Regions from separate parts of the Mus musculus genome. Here region 1 is linked to region 2. The links are chromatin contacts, called in public HiChIP or PLAC-seq maps. All regions are on one chromosome and are shown on one strand. The core of a region is the stretch at or near the end of the contact, and the rest is flanking DNA. Distances in the headings are between cores, read along the strand shown.

Region 1 (7,527 bases), core at 1,858-4,357, 450 kb before region 2:
ATGGGGTCTTGCCCTTCTAAACTCTCATATCAAACCGTAACCTCTAATCAGGATACTGTGTGGCCTAGTGGTAGTGCTGAGAGTCTTGGTCACACCTGGTGCAGAGCTGGGTGTCATCTCCTGCATTTCACACTTCACCCCTGTCCTTTTGGTTGGGCTGCCTCTCTGACTCTCAGAGTGGCCAGAAGGCAGTCCCCTTGAGCCTATTGCCAAGCCAAGCCTGTCACAGCAGCCTGGGTGCCATTTCAACCCAGGGGATGATTTCCTTTGACCAGAAACTTGCAGGTTTGGGTCTCTGAGTTCGTTCCCTTCTTCCTCAGATCTATGAAGTGCTGAGCGTGATCCGGGATATCGGTGCCATAGCTCAAGTCCACGCAGAGAATGGTGACATCATTGCTGAGGTAAGGGACCCATCCTTTCATATTTTCTTCCTCTCCTGGAAAGCAAGCTCAAGAGTGTAGGACAGCTTTTGAAGCTGGACCACCAGTGTGAAAATCCAGAGGGCCGTATGGTCTGGTACAAAGGCTCTTCGGGGACTTTCTGCTAGTGTTTGGTAAGGCATATTGCTTATTTCCATTATAGAAAGGCCCCTTCTTTTGGCACTGCAGTGTAGCTGTTCTGGATGGAGTCAAGGAACACCGTAGTCACACTTGGATACCATCATATTACTGTGCTGTGGGCCAAGAGTGGCTGTCAGCTTCCCTGGGGATGCTGAACATATTGAGGGGCTCTAGAGGATCTGTCTTGCTCAAGTGGGATTGGAATTAGTATAGTGATGCCTCTTTCTGAGGTCTGGCATGACACCCGGTATCCAGCAGGGCCCACTGAACTTCTTGCTAGGGAGCTTTTTTGCCCAGGTCTCTTGGCATCCGCCACCTGAAACCCACCTTCTCTGACCACTCGGCTTTCTATGCACATTACAGGAACAGCAGAGGATCCTGGATCTGGGCATCACGGGCCCCGAGGGACACGTGTTGAGCCGGCCAGAGGAGGTGAATATCTGGGACTGGGATGTGCGACATGATGTCTCGTAGATTCTGTGCAGGGCCTCTCCTCCACCCCTGTACCTGTTGAAAGTGGGGCTTTTTGGATGTGCTTTGGTCTTTCAAAGAAATGCGTGTGCATGTGCATGCATGTACATACCCATTTGCAGTACCGCCAGTCCCTTAAACATAGGATGGAACCACAGAGTTCCTTTACACCTCTAAAACGCACATGATGAGTCATTGCTGAGTGCAGCACACTCAGTAGGGCCTGGTGGATAGAACCATTGGGAGCCGTAAACAGGATTAGCCCAGGCTGAGAAGCACAAGGTTATCACACTGGACCGTGGAGCCTGTAGGTCAGAAGGCTGCAGGTATCATATCCGTGCTTTTTCAGAGGCTGGTCCTTCAGTATAGGAAAAGGTCTGTAGAACGGCAGGCAGTCTTACAGCTCTGAGGGGCAGAGGAGGATGGAGGAGTTCAGCAAGGAACAGTCTAGACTGCAAAGATTGCAGGCAAGGGGAGACCCTCAGGGACCTGGGCGGATGGAGGTTCAACATTTAAGGTGTCCCTTCCAAAAACAGGACAGAGGGGGATGTTTGGTAAGTGGCCTGCGAAGGAGATGGGGCCACTAGATCCCAGGGCTTGGCAGAACAAAGTGTGGGAACAGGAAGGATGCCCACAGGAGCTAGCTCTCAGGGACCCACTGTTCTGGTTAACCCTTTACGCAGAAAAGTTACACCCATGCGTACGTGGCTCAGCACAGGGCCTCCTCTTTGGCCATTGTCTCACAGAATTAGAGCACTGAGTGACCAGTTCTGGACATCCTGAGGCTCAGCAGGGCTTAGGAGCATGGTGGGAGGAGCCTAACTTAACGCCAGGCACTGAGTTTGATAAGGCTCTTGAGTAATTTTGCCCCATGTCAGTCCTATGGGTGGGAGGAATCGAGGGAAGGAGGGAGGGAGGGAGGGAAGGAGGGAGGGAGGGAGGGAGGGAGGGAGGCAGGCAGGCAGGCAGGAAGGAAGAAAGGAAGAATAAGATTTCGAGCCCTTCACCCTTGCTGTTCTTCCTGATGGTGGCTGTTTCTTCTGTCAAGCTGAGTCTTTTGTGTTTTAAACTCTTGAGGGGGCGACACAGAGAATCAAACATGGAACCACTCTGAATGGACTTGGCCATACAGCCCACTTTAGGAAGAGACCCCCCAGCACATAGGAGGCAACACTAATGTTTTAACTTTGTGTAGTGTCAGGATCTCGTCCGTCTGTAGCACCATGATGGCCAGCTTGGTTTGAACTGTGCAGGGCGGCCAGCTTCCTGCCGCTGTATGCTGCTCTTCGCAGTCTACCATGTGCACAGCTCGCAGCTCCGTAGGATTCCCCCCTCAAGAAGCTGGGAAAAGGGAGACCGGTAGGAATGCCGGATCTAGGGATCACCTGTCTGAGGTGGTACCGGTGAGAAGCACATGTTCTGACCACCGCAGTGCCTGGACATCTGTGGCAAGCAGGGGATGGTGCTCCCTGAGTCTTTCAATGAGCTGGTGACAAAGCCGCAGACAGGAAGTATATCTGTGAGCCAGAATGTGACTTACTACTAGCAAAAGGCAGCTGGTAAGAGCCTGAGGCCAAAGAAGATCTGTACAGCAAAGCCATCACAGACGGAAGGCCTTTCCAGCTGGGCCTCGCAGGATATATGACCGAGGCGTGTAGGTTGCCAAGGCGGGAGGGACTTGCCCAGAGATTGTCTGGACTCTGCTATGGGTCCTTGGATAGGTCATTTCCCTGTGGTGCTTGTTCTGCTCCATCTATAAAATCACATAGACAACCTCCCAGATGTTCAAGGTCTCTATAATAAGCAGAGGTTTTATTTTTAAGCGATTACACCCTTCCTACAAGATTTAAAGAGATTTTGGTCAGGGCTCAGTGCACAGTGTTTGTTGTGTATCAGAGGCTGGACTGTTCTAGCTGGAGAATGGAGAGCGAGGCTTAAATACTCTCTTCTTCCAGAGAGCTAGCGTTTTTAGTTTGGCCCCTGTCCAATTTCAGGCCACTCTGTGGAGCCAGATGGAGCCTGAATTCCATTCACAGTGTGTATGCAAATCCAGACAGACCCCTGGGACAGCGAGTCTTCCTCAGGAGTCTTAGTAGCAGCCAGTCCCACTTGGCTTCTTAATTAGAGGCACTGCACACCCCGCTTTACTGAGGACAGGCCTGTAGCTCCCAGACTTTATTTATAGTGTGTCTGTCCTTTTGTGAAGGGTCTGGGCTGGGAAGTCTGCAGGGCTGTGTCTGACATCCCTGTGAAGTGTTGAGCATCTTGGAGTCCTTTTCATTCACACTTCAGAGACTTCTGAGCTGACAGCCCCACAGGAAACTTCAGGGAGGGGAGGGAGGGCAGGGAGCAGGAGGGAGGCTCTCTTCAGCTATCCCTGGAATGGGAAACATTTGAGTGTTTGGTGAGTGTTTTCTGAGAGCTGGTTGCTTTCCTGTAAGATTCATAGACTCTCCTCACATAGTTGATGCCCAGAAGCTGAGTGTGAATGAAGGCCGGGGTCTCCCTCACTGGGAAGAGCACAGAGAGCAGCGACAGACCCCAGCCCTGCCGTGCTCCAGTGGAAACTGGACTAGTCAAGGCAACTAACTGTAGGAGTGCAGCTATCTCCTCTGAAAAGTGACCGCCTGGCTTTTAAAGTTACATTAACAAGATGAAGCCATTTATGTTTTGACCCTCTGCTTAGGGATGTTGGGAGTGGGGTAGTATGGTAGGCAGAGAAAGGGACTATCTCCCTTCTTACCTTTAAGAATTTACACCACAATATTTTCTTAGGACTTGGCAGTGACCTTTTGGGATCCCGTTTGAATCAGTTTCTTCTGTTATGATGATCCCACGTTGTTGTACATAAGATATACCTCCATAGCAAGGCGGTTTTCCCGGTTGTGTATTCGGTAGATGTGATGTGGAATCTGAAATTCCATTCCCTGAGGATCAGGCATAAAGAGCCAGATGTTCCATTTGGGTAGTTCTTCATCTGCGTTGAAGGTCGTACCAGGCTGTGGCTGGCCAGACACACTCTTGGGGGAACATGGTACAGCCCTAGTCCATTCCAGAGACTATTGAAGCTTGTTTTGTTTTGTGGGTGATGTTGGCTTGGCCCACAAGTATCTGGCTGACTTGTCTCCAGAGTCACGAACATTGAATGTCTTCACTCTGGATCATGAGAGCAGAATGAATATCCACATTGAGATCAGCCAGGGCCTGGGTATTCTCAAATGTGAGCAAGTGAAATTGTTACCAGAGTCTTTACGCCTAACAAGACTGGGCCCTGGCAGCCCTGACAAGCACGGCTTGATCATCCACAGGCTAATTAGAAAAACGAGCAGTGGCGAACTGTGGAGAAAGGAGATTGGTTCAGTGTAGTTAGGGTAGGAAGAGGAACAGAGATCCAGCGTCTTCCTGAGCCCATCCTCAGAGTCCTGACATAAAGCTTAGGTTCAACTAGCTTTAACTAGGCTGCTGCTCATGGTGGTACACTTGGTGGGCTGTGATGAAGAGATGAGGAAGCAGGATCAGGAGTCTCTGGCCAGCCTGGATCTTTAATGGCTTGGAGATGTGGCTCAGTAGCTAAGAGGGCAGGAACGCTCACACTGCTCTTGCAAAGGACCCAGGTTTGGTTCTCAGCATCTACGTCAGGCAGGTCACAATTGTCAGTACCTCCATCTCTGGGAATTGTCAGTGCTTCTGATCTCCGTGGGTACCAGCACGCATGTGCACACCCACCCACCGGCAGACACGTAGTTAAAAAGGACGAAATAATAAGAGCTCTTTAGATAGAGGGCGCGAAGCATGCTTAGCCAAACAGTCCACGTCGTGGTGTGGTCCCTCCCACCCATCGCTGCCTTGGCCTCTGCTGTCCTGGAAGGTGTTCTGTGTACTCAGAACTGTGTGAACTGCCTTTCCTGGAGACACGTCTCTCCTCTGGCAGGCACCCAGCTTCAGGCTTTTCCTTCTCCCACTGTGAAATTTCTCCTCAGAAAACTCTATAATTTCTTAGAGGCCATTGTTTCAGTACTTTGATAACTAAAGGGAGTGACATAAGTTATCTTCATAATATCTTGTTTTCTGCCAATATTCACCCAGGGTGGTTACAACCCACTTGGCAATGTTACTAGACTGTGGGTCTAGGTGGAGCCTGTGGATCTTTGTCCTGGGTGTCACTTAGGAAAGAGCCTTGGGAATCCATCTGTCTCTGTTAGTGAATAAGGACAAAGATGGGCATGAGGATGGGCGGGGTTTTCATGCTTATCTGCCCTCCCATAGGTCGAGGCTGAAGCTGTGAACCGGTCCATCACTATTGCCAACCAGACCAACTGCCCTCTGTATGTCACCAAAGTGATGAGCAAGAGTGCGGCTGAAGTCATCGCTCAGGCACGGAAGAAGGGTGAGCATCTCGGGCCTTTCGGATGCCCCGTGGGCAGGTGGCGGGAAGGCAGCGCGGATCCTGGAGGAGGCTCTTTTTCCGACCCTCTTGCCAACTGGGCCACTTTGATCATGTTCCAGCATTAACCTAATTGCAGCCCAGCAGAGCGGGCAGCTCTAGTTTCCTCCCTTTGTTCCGTGGCCCTGGCCTTGTTCGTATCTATTTAAAGCCAAGGCCACGTGGGCAGGTGTCCTCCTCTCTCTATAAGTTGATTTTACAAACTAGTTACATTACATAGGTTACATCACTTTTCACTGGCGACAGAACCCCTCTGGGGAATGTTATTGTGCAAAGTGTGTCTTCCTTCCGCCTTGAGCGGGGATTTCTGCGGGGGTCAGTCAGAGGCTGGTGTGGGACACATATGCTTATTCACCTCAAATTACTCGTTGCCGGTATACTGTGGATGTATACCGAGTGAAGCTGGTTCTCCCGAGACAGGTTCTTGGAAACTAATTCACTAAGTGTCGCTTCCAGCACTTTCCCTCAGGGATGTTCTGTGGTGCAGCTTATTCATTATGCATAAGTAGCTCCATTGCCACCTGCTGCACTAAACCAGTTTGGCTAATCACACTGTGCGCTTTCTGCTTAGGCATCAGCACAGCATATAGAGCTGGAACCCATAGCATTGACCTTGATGGGAACCTTAGCATGATCTGAAGTGAGCATCGAAAGGGGATCCCTATCTTCCTTCTTGTCTCCACAACCTGCATGTGTATCTTTCCATCTCGTGTGTCTCCATTTATCTGCTTTTCTCTCATGCTCACTGGTGCCTCTGCCTCTGCCTCTGCCTCTGCCTCTGCCTCTGCCTCTGCCTTTGCCATTTGGCCCATATAGCTGTTTCTACTTTGCTGCATGATCCTCATGAATCAATAAGGGCTGTGGGATGTTTTCACTGATGGGTGACTTGGTACAAGCTCCAGAAGAAATTGCTCAATGACTACTCAGCCAGCCTGTCCCAAGAGGCAATGGCTTCCAGACCGATCCTGTGATTTCTGGCTTCCTGCTCTTTGGAGCTTTCTGGAGCTTAATTTGACCACTTGCTATTAATTTTTGAGAGCCTGCCCTCTCCTGGATGCTTGGAGAAGCTGCCTTTTATTTAGTAGTAATAGTAGTAGTAGTAGTAGTAGTAGTAGTAGTAGTAGTAGTAGTAATAGTAATATTTTGAGAGGTGGTCTCATGTAGCCCAGGCTGGCCTGGAACTCCCTGTGTGGCTCACCATGGAGCTTCTGATCCCCCTGCCCCCGCCTTCTGGGTGCTGGGAGCACAGCTGTATACAACCAGGCCCTATTGAGAAAAAAATCTAGAATTTCTTCAGAATTTGCTTTGTGTTATTTTCTGAGGAGACCCTGTAGGTGGTGACTGAAGTTGTGGTCTTTTCTCATCCAGGCACACTTTTAAGGTAGCTGGGTGTTCAGCTTCAGCATTGAACACCCTTCCTGGCACTACTGTTTTAGTGTAGCACGATCATAGTGGGTTCAGTGTCTGAAAATGGGGACCGTGGCACCATGGCAGCTAGTTTTGTGTATTTTACTGGTCATTCAGCACTCACATGATAATAAGGAGTTAGTTAAGGCAAACAGCCACATGACTTTGGATTCCTGTGGCCTTCCTGGTCCAAAGTGTAAAATATCCTAGGCTCACCTTGGCAGAGGGAGGGTGTCAGCCCCTGGACAGACCACAGCTAGGGTGAGATCTTGAGCAGCTCTCCAGCAGCACCCATGCTCTCTCCCAAGCCTCTGGTCATCCCTGAAGGGTGGGGCTGACACATGCGTGTGTGGCATGCAGCTTCACTCGGGCATGCTGCCTCAGGGACCGGAGGCTTTTTGTTGCTTCTGTTAACTTCTGAGTCTGCTCAGAAAGGGAAGCAGTTCAGTCAGTTCTATTCCAGAGCCTTCCGTGCATGAATCTAGCTGTGCCCACACGGTGCTTCTCTGGGTTGCTCTGCCATCCTTCAAAGTCGTTGGGGAATTCCACTGTCTTCCAGCGCTAACAAGAGCAGCAGAAGGCTCTAGCCCTCCAGAGAGCTGGGGAGGCTCTTGCCACCCAGTTGGGATTTCCAAACATCCTCAG
Region 2 (7,478 bases), core at 3,582-6,081:
GAGAGAGAGAGAGAGAGAGAGAGAGGAGAGGAAGGGTATAAGAACAAGTAGTCGCAGTGCTATCACACACCTTTAATCCCATCACTTAGGAGGCAAAAGCAGGCAACATGGCCAGCCTGGTCTACAGAGCAAGTTCTAGGACAGCCAGGGCTATGCAGTGAAACCCTGTCTTGAAAAAAACAAAAACAAAAGCAAACCAACCACCCGACCAAACACACACAACTAGTCAGAAATAACTTAAAATCAGCAGCCTACCTCAAACCCTGCACCCAAATGAGCATCCCACAGATTATCTCCCCATGCAATAACTGAATGGAGGGCAGGAATAGCTTGCAAAAGAATCAGAAGAGCTGGAGAGATCTTTCTTCCAGAGGTCCTGAGTTCAATTCCCAGCAACCACATGATGGTTCACAACCACCTGTAATGGGATCTGATGCCCTCATCTGGTGAGTCTGAAGATATATATATATATATATATATACACACACATATATACACATATATACATATATATGCACATATATACATATATATACCCATATATATGTATATGTATATATATATTAAAAAACAAAATCAGAAGAAAGACTAGATAAGTATTTAGGCAATTTCATGATGAGAGGACAACATAACCCCATTTGTCTCCATTCAGGGACCAGGCCTGATTTCAAAAAAAGGTACCAGCTTTAGGAACAGCCCATAAAATCCAGAATAAGATCATAAAATCCCCTCCCAAAGAACAGCCTGGGAATAAGCACAAGAATGGGAAACATCTTCTCTCCAAATGAGCCATCTGTGCTGGGCAGCCCTATCTCATCCTTCAGTTAACTGTTCATGATGTAGAAATGCAGACCACTGGCCACCCTGTAAACCCCCCCCCCCCCCCGCTGCCCCCAGCCCCTGCGTCACTCACCAATGAAAGCTTAGATTACCTAATCCTTCTAGAGAGTTCCCCTGGTGGTTCCCTATAAGAAGGCCTGCACACCTTTGTCCGGGGTTGCCATTTGGGAGAATGGTTGACCTCCCTGCCCGGGCGCATGCTGGATGTTTCTGAAGAATAAATGCTCTCTGTCTTCGAATACTATCTGAGTCTGGGGTCTTCTTTTAGTGGTTTTTTGGACCCTTACAGTGATAGCAGAAAACCTTAAAGGGAGGCTTTCATCGACCCTGCTGTGTGAGAATGTTAAGTATCTGTGCCTGAAAACAATGCAGAAATAGAGAAAATGGAAGTGCACGCCTTCCAAGTGTACTCCAAAAGCTAAAACGTCACAACATTAAGAGAAGGCAAAATAATAAGGGGAGAGAACCAAGCCCAGAGCCTAATATAAGTGAGGGGTACTAACAGAAAGCTCTCAAAGGGACAGGATATCAAAAAATGCACTTAACTCTGTAGTAATGAAAAACGTGAATAAAACCAATGGAATTTGGTTCCTGGAATCTATGTTTTAAAAACTGTTAATTCCCTAGATGGTACGGGAAGTAAAGGAAGTTTTGGTCAGCCCAGGTGTGAACACCAAGAAAATTAGGGAAAGAGAAACAAAGAAAATGGAGGAGGGGGGAAAAAAAAACAGGAATATGCCCGCATGCGCGTCACAAAAAGCCAGGAGCTTCGTGCTGGGATTTTTTTTGTTTTGTTTTTTCGAGACAGGGTTTGCCCTGGCTGTTCTGGAACTCACTTTGTAGACCAGGCTGGCCTCAAACTCAGAAACCCGCCTGCCTTTGCCTTTGTAAAGGTGTGCGCCACCACGCCAGGCGCACTCGGATCTTCTAAGGAAGCACCCTTATCAGCCACTTTCCAGGAGCAATGGCGGCTGCCAAAGAAAGCAGTAGCTCTGCTGCTCAAGGGAGCCAATGTCTGCCTAAAGCCAGGCGGTGACCAGAAGGGAGTGTCTGGATTAAATCGAGAAAGCCGGTAGTCATTTGGGAAACAGCAGCTGTGTGCTTAACTCTTAGCTGGAAAACCTGGAAGGGCTTAGAAGGGTGATGACTCCTGGGAACTTAAGAAAAGAGGACTGGAGAGACTCCACCGCTTGACTAGGTAGGCACTGTGTACTCAGAGGCCATGGCTGTACTCAGATGCCTGAGCTAGAACAGGGTCACTCACTGCCAGCAAAACGTTTTGGTAGAAGGAAGGAGAAAACTAAGCCTACAAAGAAAGAACTTTCTTTTCCCGGAGACCACAGGAACTAGCAATCCCAACCTGGGACCAGAAAGCAGAGCAAACAGAAATAGGTAACAGATGTCGTGATTTATTTAATCAATATTTAACTGCCGGTAACAGCAGGAACTGAGTGTCTTCTACAGAAAGAGCCATGTGAGCAGCTCAATGATTAGGGATTGAGATGAAAGACCCAGATGTCTTCCTGATTCGTGTTGGGAGTTGTTTGTATAAAATCTGAAAGCTACATGCAAAGGACCCATTCTCAACCTGTGGGTCAGGACCCCTTGATGGTAGAACAACCGTTTCACAAGGCACCTAAGCCCATCTGCATATCAGATATTTACACTATGATTCATAACTGTAGCAAAATTACAGTTATGAAGTAGCAATGAGATATTTTTATGGTGGGGAGTCACTTACAGCACGAACTGTATTAAGGGGGTAGCAGCATTAGCAAGGTTGAGGTGCGGTGATCTAAAGGAATATACATGTTACAAAACAAAAAGCAAGTGTTGTCCTACTGACTAACAAGTCAGATAAACTTGGAATAGCTGAATATGGAGGTCATTGATTTTCATGTAGGTTGTTAATTAAAGCCGTTAATTTGATCCACTAAGTATTTAAAAGAGCAGCTCATTGATTATCAGTGAAATCTAAGACAAACTGTCATGGGTAATGAAAAGATCCTAAGTAGACGGCAATTGCCAGCTTTTAAAATAACTGGAGGTTTGATCGAAAGGAACCCATGAGTGTAAAATTGACTGAAGGGGTTTTTAAAAAATATGAATAAATGCCAATACAAGTTCAGCCCACACAACAGAAGCGGGACAAGTTGGTAACGGAGTAAACGCTTGGAACAACAGCAGGCAGTGTTTATTGTCAATTTGACAGTCTAAAGTCACCTGGAAGATGGGCGTGCTATGGAGATTATCTTTATTGCATGGGGCAGGAAGACACGCCCACAGGGGGTGGGGCCATTCTCTGACTGAAATCTGAGACTGTAAGCAAGGAAGAAGTGTGCTGAGCAGTGGCACCTATGCCTTCGGTCCTTCCCCTCTGCTTTGGACTATGACTACTAATGTGACTATCAAACTCAAGTTCCGGCCTTCCAGACTTCCCTGCAGTGATAGGCCACGATCTGGAGGTGAGGGCTAAAACAGACCCTACTTCCTTAAACTGCTTTGCTGGGGTATTTTATCACAGCAACGGGAAAGGGAACTAACACAAATGGTAAATAGAACAGTGGCTGTTGTGGAAGACCGTAGGGGTTGGCCAGAGCCAGGGACCCTCCCCTTTTGACTAATTATGTACCTCCCATGGAAGAAACAAGCTGATCCTCTCCTCCTAGGTCTCCTCCTCCTCTTCTTCCTCCTCCTCTTCCTCTTCCTCCTCCTCCTCCTCTTCCTCTCCCTCCTCCTCCTCTTCCTCTTCCCTCTTCCTCTTCCTCCTCCTCCTCTTCCCTCTTCCTCTTCCTCTTCCTCCTCCTCCTCTTCCTCCTCCTTATTTCTTTTGAGGATAATTTGATTCTTGTACAAATATTGCTGCCTTTGTTTGACTTTGGATTTGGACAAACCTAGAGTCAAAAAATGTCCCCTTATTTATACTTTACAAGTTGTCCCATATGAGGCAAGGCACCTCCAGCCTTCATCTCTTCTTGGTAAAATGGGGCTGGTAAAACCCATCTAGTGGGCTTTAAGGCTTAAACTTAATCAAGGATTCAATAAATAGCAAAGTGACTGACAAGGAGCTGGACACTTGGTTACTGTTGCCTGTCTTTTAAATGTTCCTGCTCCTCTCATGGTCCCCTAGCAATAAAATCCAGTGGCCTTCCGGAGTGTAAAGAGGGGTAAGTCACAGGAAACGCCTTCAACATTTGGAGTGGGTCTAAAACATTATCAGCCTAGCCAAGAGTGTCAACTGGTGCATTCCTAAAGCTGTTGGCAGCCACTGCCCTAGTGGACTAGGGCAATTGTTCTTTCCACAGTTTGAGAGGACCAGACCTCCCTTTTCACAATGAAGTGCAGGGAGGGTGACTCCCCTCCCCCACCCGAGAGGCAGTATGTGTGAGCAAATTCTCAGTCCTTTTTTTTGTTGTTGTTTTTAAAAATCTCTTTTAATAAGTTCTGTTTTATGATCAATCACAAGTAGGTTATTCATGGGAGAGGAGGTGCCTCTCTGGGGAAAATACACTAGCAGAAGATTGAATTTAAAGCATCAGAAACGATGTGACAAGATGTAAAATAATACTATGCTAACCTACAAATGACTTATTAATGCTGTGGGCCATGTCTGGGGCGTGGCCTCATTTACCCAATAAAATTTATGGATGGATAAAGACATTAACAATGAATAATTTCAGTCTGTGGTATCCATGGATACATAGCTCAATTGGAAACCATTTCTTAGGAGTTCATAGGCAGCCATTAATAACCATTGAGTCTTGGCCACACAGCCTTTGACAGGCTAGCTTATCAGAGCTCCACGCCTTGCTGGAGAGACTTATGTGAGCGCAAGGCTACAAGGAAACCTACACTTAATGAATGTCTATTAACGTCTTGAGGAGAAGATGAGGAGTGATTAGCTGAGAGAGTTAATGAATTGTCTGTTTAAGTGGGTTTACGAGGCAAATGAGCGTGTGGAGGTGAAATAGGACATCCAAAGACGTTCTGGCTCAAGTACACTGTGAACCTCTAAAGCATGAGCATGCAATATTTCCCGAGCTTGTCAGATGAATGGAGCCTTTCTTCTCAGAGAATTTTAATGAAAACCACATTGAGAAATGTGGGGAATGGAGATAAAACATACAGAAAATGTAAACAAGTCAGATAAATATGGTGCACTTGTGTGCATGCATACAAATTGTGTGTGTGTGTGTGTGTGTGTGTGTGTGTGTTTCTCTCAACAGGATACTTTTATCCCATAAATAACAACAGCAGCAGAATAGCTTCCTAAGCAGGCTGCACCATACAGCATTTGCATGACCTCAGTTTGCCTGCCATTACCATCAAAGGAAGAAGCAATCCGATAGCTCATTGGCATCAGCTCTTGCAAAGCTATAAACATCCCAAGACCCCTCGTCACCATGGCAACCTTATCCCTAATTACCAACTGTAACAGCTATGGTTGCAGTCGCCTCTTTTGTGCAAATTTGTCCTGGAGAATTCTGGGCGGTTCCCGTAGTAGAAACAGTACGAACGCCACCTGCTGGTCATATTCCTGTACTGCGCTAGCTCCCTGTGATCTCTGGGGTCCAAAGTCAAAGCCAAGAAAATAAAGCAAGATGAACAATCATCAACTCCAGAAAAGGGGTTCAGGGAGTGGGGGAGGTTTGGGGGAACGAGGGGTCACGAGGGAAAGTGACTGTGTGTAATTTTTACAAAAATAAACTTCCGTTCTTATCTTAATAAAAGTAAGGGTCCTGGAAACAGTGACAAATCTTCAAAGCATGATAGAAAGCTGAGATGGGAACATAAAAATTTGAATGTGAAAACACATGTGTTTGATATTAAGAAATGTATTGGAGTCCGTGTGAACTCCTAGCAGAGACCTGCTTTAAGTGCATTAAATACTGTCAACTTGCTTTAAGATGGCAGTGTAGAAGCTGGGGAGACCCTCACCTGCAACCCCTGCACTTGAGAGGCTGAGACAGGGAGGAACTGGCATTGAAAGCCACCTGATGAGTGAGATGCAGATAAGCCTGTGAGATGTAGCAAGACCCTACTGCATAAACTTAAATGGCAAAATGTGTCTAGAAAACTGCTAAGTGTGATTATCAGATATGAAGATACACCAGACTGTCACAGACCAGCTTAGGGAAATTAAAAATCGGAGCCCTGGGGTGGTGGGGAGGAATGCCCATAAATTCCCCTGGATGCTTATTCGCTTAGGATAAAGTCCTATCATCTATCGAAAAATGATACTATTAACATATGTTCTCTTTATTTTGTTATTATTCTTTCTCCTGTTTCCTCTGTAGTAAAAACATTTCTGAATTTGTATTACACAATGGTTAAAATTGGTTTTTTCTATGTTGATTCCTATGCATGTCAGAATTCTGATGTGCAGCATTCTCTAATGTCAGTATTTCTGTGTTTCTTTCTTCCTCCTCTCAGCCCACATTGTGTCTTAGTTCTTGTTACCCTTGTCTTTGATTTGCTTCATGGCTTCTTGAATTTCCACCGCAGAATCTATTGACATTGGTTTTCTTTTCCTTTTATATGAAAATTACCATTTCTCTCAGAGTAGCCCACCTGCCTGTGCAACTAAGTGTAATGAGAGCCATTATTTGGTGCTTTGATCTTTTTTCACGATTCTTATTGGTTTGGGCGGGGGGGGGGGGGGTTGGGGTTTAGAGGGACAAGGTCTCAGTCTGTCCCCGTGGCTGACCTAGAACTTGTGAACCTCTGCCCCAGTCTTCTGGATGCTGAGATCACAAAGGCACATGGCTGCCTTAGGCTTCTGAGATCACATACACACACACACACACACACACACACACACACGGGGGGGGGGGGGAGTGGGGAGTTAGCAGGCCTCTGTGCAGGTTTTTCCCGTGTGTTTACACATCTTTGAACACAAATAGTTTCTGTGCCCCGAGGTGGAAAATTCTCCTTTAACCCTTTCAGTGCCCTAGAATGTCTGAAGAACCATCGGCTCCAAGACATACAACAGCGATGCGCTCCGCCACCCAGTGATGCACACAGCCTAGGTGACAGAAAGTGCAAGGGGAACACCCACAAGGAAAAAAGAACCCTAGAGTAACCCCAGAGGCAAATCCTCCTGATCCATCCACTGTGTGCCTCAGCAACATTTCCTCCCACAGATCCTGTGCTGGTTTTAAAGGTTGGTGTCCCCAGAGGGCTGCCTGAGGCCTTTCCCTTGTTTATGGTGTGTTGTTTGGTTTGTTTCATTTGTTACTATAACTCCAGGAGGTTTGACCTTTCTTAAAATGAGAGCACTCAGGCCAATCATTCAGTCCCAGTGAAGCTGAGCTCCAGTAGGGAAAAGGCCACAGCCCTTGAAGTTTCTCGTGGGAAGGAGATAGGGCCTTTATTTGCCTTTTTCATTAGTTTGACTATATTTTATCTGTTTGTTGTTTTGTTTTGTTTTGTTTTGTTAGTATACGAAGTGATTGGTCTCACTATGGGATCCTCAGACATACTTTGATGTGTGAATCCTTGTCCCTGTCTCCTCCCCTGCCCCATTTCCCACCCCCTCCTCCACACTCTCACCCCTTCTCTGACTCCCTTACTCCCTCCTCCTCCTCCCCCATCTCTCTCTCCTCTCCACCTCCTTCTCAGTCCCCTCATCTTTCATG

What was found. HiChIP or PLAC-seq counts read pairs in DNA pulled down with a chosen protein or histone mark.
Region 1: a contact with region 2 is called in an H3K4me3 HiChIP or PLAC-seq map of embryonic basal ganglia, with 4 times the contacts expected there. The contact joins two enhancer-like sites. A contact is called at or near these places in 1 of 484 Hi-C or Micro-C datasets (bone marrow-derived macrophages), 2 of 115 datasets of contacts at active chromatin or transcription factors (embryonic basal ganglia and large pre-B cells) and 1 of 9 other capture datasets (embryonic stem cells).

The regions. Positions count from the first base shown.
Region 1 is chr14:66,822,236-66,829,762 of GRCm38.p6, reverse strand. It overlaps Dpysl2 (dihydropyrimidinase-like 2), which reads left to right. Exons shown (of 14, transcript NM_001378767.1): 6 at 321-401; 7 at 924-992; 8 at 5,298-5,418. Among named protein-coding and RNA genes, the nearest start is that of Gm5464, 43 kb to the left of the region's middle. Within about 2 kb of position 3,107, at least 62 of the 459 cell types and tissues checked have an H3K27ac peak or open chromatin away from gene starts, as enhancers often do. A contact at or near this core is called in embryonic basal ganglia, where this site is marked.
Region 2 is chr14:66,375,919-66,383,396 of GRCm38.p6, reverse strand. No RefSeq gene overlaps it. Among named protein-coding and RNA genes, the nearest start is that of Stmn4, 35 kb to the right of the region's middle. Within about 2 kb of position 4,831, at least 47 of the 459 cell types and tissues checked have an H3K27ac peak or open chromatin away from gene starts, as enhancers often do. A contact at or near this core is called in embryonic basal ganglia, where this site is marked.